Linked DNA regions of Sus scrofa: region 2 is linked to region 1. The links are chromatin contacts, called in public Hi-C maps. All regions are on one chromosome and are shown on one strand. The core of a region is the stretch at or near the end of the contact, and the rest is flanking DNA. Distances in the headings are between cores, read along the strand shown.

The links. Hi-C and Micro-C count contacts between places; a contact is called where the count stands out from the background.
Region 2: a contact with region 1 is called in a Hi-C map of fetal liver, with 2.1 times the contacts expected there. The contact joins the promoter of ELAVL3 here to the promoter of SWSAP1 in region 1. A contact is called at or near these places in 3 of 5 promoter capture datasets (fetal liver and liver) and 18 of 47 Hi-C or Micro-C datasets (alveolar macrophages, blood, embryonic fibroblasts and 6 more).

Annotation. Positions count from the first base shown.
Region 1 is chr2:70,058,716-70,061,554 of Sscrofa11.1, reverse strand. It overlaps SWSAP1 (ATPase SWSAP1), which reads right to left and starts at 1,369. Exons shown (of 2, transcript XM_005654777.2): 1 at 1,099-1,369; 2 at 1-283. The coding sequence starts at 1,347. It overlaps CCDC159 (coiled-coil domain-containing protein 159), which reads right to left. Exons shown (of 19, transcript XM_013987368.2): 19 at 1,099-2,839. PLPPR2 (phospholipid phosphatase-related protein type 2) reads right to left here. Exons shown (of 11, transcript XR_002341659.1): 10 at 1,099-2,839; 11 at 1-283.
Region 2 is chr2:70,133,005-70,135,843 of Sscrofa11.1, reverse strand. It overlaps ELAVL3 (ELAV-like protein 3), which reads left to right and starts at 1,496. Exons shown (of 7, transcript XM_021083879.1): 1 at 1,496-1,944. The coding sequence starts at 1,936.

The DNA.
Region 1 (2,839 bases), core at 120-2,619:
GCGCCAGTGGCTGGGCATCCCCACTGTCTCCTTCCTCCTGGGTCTGGAGAGCCACAATGAGCCCACAGCCCTGGCCAGGCCCACCCTGGTGGCTGAAGTGGGCAGCTGTGTCCACAAGCAGGGCGGCCAGGTAGGCGGCTTCCTGGGGCCCAAGGTCTTCTGTTAGGTACTCCTCCAGGCCATCGAGCAGCAGGAGGGAGGGCGCTGCCCCCCTGGCCTCATGCGCAGAGCACAGGAGCCGGAGGAGCTCAAGGGTTGAGGGTGGATACTGGAAGCGGATTTTCTAGAGAGAGGAGAAAAGGAAAGGACCAGAATCAGCACAGGAAGCCAGGATCCCTGCTATAGCAGCCCTAGTCCCCTGCATACTCTCCTGGACGAGGCTCTCACTCCCGGAACTGCTGGTTCCAGAGTGAGGCAGCTCAGAGTGGTCGAGTATTCTTGTTTGCCATCCTCCGCCCCCTACCTTTTTATCCTGCATTCTTCACTCCCTGGTATTAGTTGAGAACAAGATACAGCTTTCTGGAGTTCCCGCCTGTGGCGCAGCGGAAATGAATCCGACTAGGAACCACGAGGTTGCAGGTTCCATCCCTGGCCTCCCTCAGTAGGTTAAGGATCCTGCGTTGCCGTGAGTTTATGGTGTAGGTCGCAGACGCGGCTCGGATTTGGCGTTGCTGTGGCCGTGGCGTAGGCTGGCAGCAACAGCTCCGATTAGACCCCTGGCTTGGGAACCTCCATATGCCGCGGGTGAGGCCCTCAAAAGACAAAAAAGAAAAGAAAGATACAGCTTTCTGCCAAATCTGCAGGGTAATCTTTCCCTAAGCGGCCGACACCATCATTTGACGGCAGCTGTCCAAAAACCAACTGTAGTCAAACCCTTTGGGTACCGCCTTTTGCTAATTTCGCCCCCTCATCGATGGTTTCTCACTCAATCTTAACAAAGCTTAGTATGGTCCCATCCCCGACTCATTCCAGACTCCATCCCATAATGGCCACTCCGGCTTGGCTTTCCTTCGTCTCCACCATTGGTCTGTCTACGTGTCACTCAATCCCAACCGCTCCGCTAGTGGCTGGTCCGCCTCTGGTCCCGCTTTTCCCAACCTGTAACCGCAGGGGTTCCAGCGCTGCTCGGGTCCCGCGGGGCAAGCTTTGCAGAGGCCTCCGGGTGAGGAAGAGTACGGGGCCTTGGCCCTCTCCTGCCGTCTCCAGGGCCGCCGCGAATAGCAGTGCTGTCTTTCCAGAGCCTGGACCGCCAAGCAGCAGCAAAGGCGGTCCGGCCTCAGCCGTGCTCTCCTCCGCGGGGCCGGCCGCGCTGCCAGAGTTTAGCACCCGCCTCAGCGTCTCCGCCATTCGCAGCAAACGTCTGTCCAATCCGTGGCCCGATCCTGCCCTTAATCCCGCCGCAGGCGAGATCTCATTGGCCACAGTGTACTTAGCTTCTCCATTGGTTCGAGGCTCTGCTCATCAAAGGTAGATCGCTGTTTCCCAGTTCCTCTGGTGGTGAAGCGGCAAATAACCTAGTCCGAGGAAGGGATGGAGGCCTTTGAGGGAGATAAGGCTCTTCCCTGGTGAGTCCGCTGGCCGAAGCAGCACAAATACTACTATTGTGAGTCGTTCTGCTAGTCAGGCAATACAAGTGTTGAGAGTTGGAGGGAGCAGGTCCTAATCACTGACACATTGTTTAAAGTCTCTTAGCCTCAGTTTTTTACCTGTAAATTGTAGCTCATGGTATCTCAGAGGAATATTGTGATAGGCACGTGTCTGTGTGTGTTTCTGCTGATAACACCCAATGACAATGGAGAAGAGAGATGGATGAGCTATGTGCTTCTCTCTGCACCTGAATACCAGCACAAATGTGTCTGGGACTGCCGGCTTGAGGACATTCATGTGCAAAACATCAGCAGCTGTCTCTTAGTGTCTGTGAGAAGAGTCTCAGCTGGCTTCCTCACTGGCCTGGGGGCTTCTTGAGTCCTGCTTGTAGTACAGGGGGAGGCAGGACCAAACAACAAAAAGGGGGCACAGGAGAGAATAGGCAGAGATTCAGGGGGCTGGGAGACTGAGGGAGAACCACAGCAGGACCTTGTTTGTCATGTTCACTTTGGTATCTCCAGCACCCAGAACAGTGCCTAGGGCATTGTAGATTCTCAATATAGTCTCCTTAAAGGAATGAATGAAGAAAGGAAAGTAGGATTGATGAGAAACTGGGAGAGAAGGAGGAACAAGGTGAGTGATCAAGTGATCAGTGGTTGTGTCTCTTCACCCAGATTTCTCCCCAGAGCTGCCACTCATACCCCTGTTGCCCTGGCAACTCTGTCTCCTGGTAACTTCAAAGTGGTGCTGTTGCCAGGAGACCCAGGGGCAGGGAGGAACTGAGATTTCCAGGGCTTTCTCTCTCCCTCTGGGGCCGGAACACAGCTCCACAACATCCTCCAATAATACACCCACTCACACAGCTGGGCACGTACACACACACACACACACACGCATGCATGCACACATGGCATCTCTGCATATATTTCACTTTCAGAATCCCCATCACCCACATGCTCCCTGCCCTATCCTATCCTGACACAAAGTATCCCATACATACTCTTTCCCATATTCATGCCTCCACACCCTTTCCCTTGCACACACACCAGAACACACTCTGATACAATCATACCATTTCTCCCCCCAACACACACACACACACACACACACGACATACTGTTACATTGCCCTGTAAATGTACCACCTCAGGCCCATGATTCACCTCAATTTTATAGCACTCTAAATGCACAAGCACCCAGCAGAGACAATTGTATCACAGAGTTCCACACAGTTATATACATAGGAGCATGCC
Region 2 (2,839 bases), core at 247-2,746, 74 kb before region 1:
GGCTGCTGAGGCCGCCCCCGCGAGCCTCTCCGCAAAGGCTCAGTCCCCTTCGCTATCCCTGCTCTACCGGGAGCCAGCAGTTTCCATGGGAACTGCAGCCGGGTCTGCGCGCCCAGGAGTAGACCCTTTCCCAACACTGGCACAGTTTCCAGGAGGGACAAGGGGTGAAGGAACAAGCCATCGCTCGGGGTCCCCACGGTCGGGAGCCAGGTAGCCCTGGCAAACCCAAGAGGGGCCAAACTGGAACCTGCAGCGCCACCACCCAGATTGCGCGGGCCGTTATGATTGGCCTTCCTTTTCCATCGGCGTAGCCGGGCTCTCTGCCGCGCGCGTTCCCATTGGCTCAATCTCGAAGGCATCTTTCCTCAATTGGTCCTCTTGAAGGCCATCTCTGATTGGTCAAATTAAGCTCTCCACGCTAGGTTTGAGGGTACTCTCGGACAGTGTGGAGCCTAAAAGGGCGTGCAGGGACGAGGATCTGGTTTAGACTGCGACTCTCCTGTTAGAAGACCCGGGCTACCCTTCCAGCCGCGCTGGGGCAGGGCCGTCGGATCGCTGTCTGTGGTGCTGAAGCCTCACTCGAAGGCGCCCCTAGTGCTCTACTGAGAACAACTCCTCGCGCCTTATGGCCGCACCGACAAAAACGTGCGATTGTGCCTGCGCTCCAAAGGAGATTGCGCCACCCTCTATCGCCTGAGATAAAGGCCAGATCCCCCTCTATCAGAGAGGTAACACAACTCTACAGGCGGACCAATCACAGGCCCCAGAAGCCAGGATATTTTCATGGAAGAACCATCCACTCGAAGTTTTGGGGGACCGAGGAGGACCTATGGTTTCCCGGGTCGGTAGGGGACCAGCGGGGTTTGCCTGGAACCCCAAACTTCATCCCCTTTGGAGCCGTGCTGCGTCCCGCTGCACTGTAGGGTGCCTATTACCCGCCCCCTCTTTTGAACCCTAGAGACACCTAGACCTCTCAAAATCCACAGGATCCCAATTCCTTATGCGAGCAGACTAGGTCCTAGCCCACTCACCCTCCTCCCTTGCTCTTGAGACTACACCTGTTGCCCTCCAAATCTGGGGACACGGGCTTCTGCCCATTGAAGTATTGAAGGATGAAATTCCTCATCCCTCTCCAGTCCTCTCCCGGGAACAGTACCTCCTGAAGGTAGTACAATAAGGCCCTCACCCTCTTTGCTCCTCCAGTTCCGGGTGCTGGGCAGAGGGGAACCCTTCCTGTCTTCTGGGCAGAAAGTCAGCCCAAGAAGGGGCTCTAACGCTGGAAGCAGGATACATGAGAGCAAAAGGCCCCAAACCTGGCAACCCGAGCCCCCAGGATGCGCTTTCTGCGAGTGCGGATTCCTGGTCAGCGCGCGCTCGCTTCCACCTGCCGCGCCGTCGGGCGCCGCGAGGAGGCGGGGCTCCGTTGCCACAGCCAATAAGAGACGCCGGCGCTAGCAGCTGCTGCTATAAAGGGCTGGGGGCGGCGGCGGCGCGGCCCAGAGCGCGGAGCGCGCAGCGCGGGCAGGAGGGAGGGAGGGAGGGCGGGCGAGGGGAGAGGACTGAACACCGGGGACTGGACAGGCCGGGCGGAGGGGCGGCGGCGAAAGGCAGAGCGCCGCGATCTCTGTCGGGAAGCGCAAGCTCCCCGGGCCCCGCGGGGCCGCGCAGGGGGCGTTCTCAATCCCGCGTCCGCTCCCTCTTTCCATCCCCTGCTGTCCGCAGGCCACCCCGGGGCCCGGTTATCCGCGCGCGCGTACCCGGGCTCGGGCCCGTCTCCGACCCTCGAGGGAGCCGCTGCCCTCACCGAGACCTCTGCAGCGGCCGCACCAGAGGCCGCCCGGGCAGGACCCCGGCGTGAGAATCGAGCGCCCCCCAAGGAGTGCACGACCCCCGGAGCCGCCCTCAACACGGACCGCGCCCGCCGGGCACACAAGAATGGTCACTGTAGGTATTCTCCTGTCGCTGAGAGGGAACCTGGTCGGAAAGTGCTTAGGCACAGGCTCCGAGGAGATGGAGATGGGGGGGTAGGACCAGGCCTAGCTAGGCCCGGGTGGGGGGGGGTAGGACCGAGCCTCGGGGCCTGAGAGTGGGCAGGACCGCGCCCAAAGTGCTGTGGGCGCTCAGAGTCTGGCGTGAGAGGCCTTAGGGAACCGAGTTGCGATTCGGGGGCCATCCTACGGCTCCCTGGGGACAGGTTGCCCCCCCTTCATCAGGCCTGATGGGGGAGGGGCCGCCGCGGCGGAGGAGGCATCCTCCATCCAGGCCCGGACCCAGCAGGCCTCCCAGGCAAACGCAGGGCCCCAGTCACTGGTGCTGGACCAGGATAAGGCGGCAAGTAGTCCCCAAGAGCCCCAGGGAAGGGGTGGCGTCGGATCGCGCGCCCTGGGCCTCGACCGCGCCCGGAAGCCGGGCGTCTTGTCCTCGAGCCCGTCGACCTTGCGGCAAGCGGGGAGGGGAGAGGAGGGGGCGCGCCCGGAGGCCCCGCGGGCCCGCCGCCACTGCCGCCGCGTCCCTTTGTTTCTCGGCGCTTCTTCGCGGGCCGTAGCCTCGCGCGGGCGCCTCAGGCTGCGGGGAGGGGGAGGGGAAAGGAGAGCCCGCGGGAGGGGGGGGGGGTGCTCCGCGGCTCCTGAGCCCCCGCCCCCCAGGGGATGGGGTAAGGGACTCAGGCAGGCCCCCTAGGCCATGTCTAGGCGACCCACCCCGCCAGAGCTCTGGGCCGCGGGGTGACCTTGAGAGCGCCCGCCCGCCTGCCGGCGCCACTCGTCCAGCGCCCGGTGCTTTCAGCAGCCACTGAGCTGGTCAGCTCCCGAGTGCGCAGCCACGCCCGACCACGCCCTTC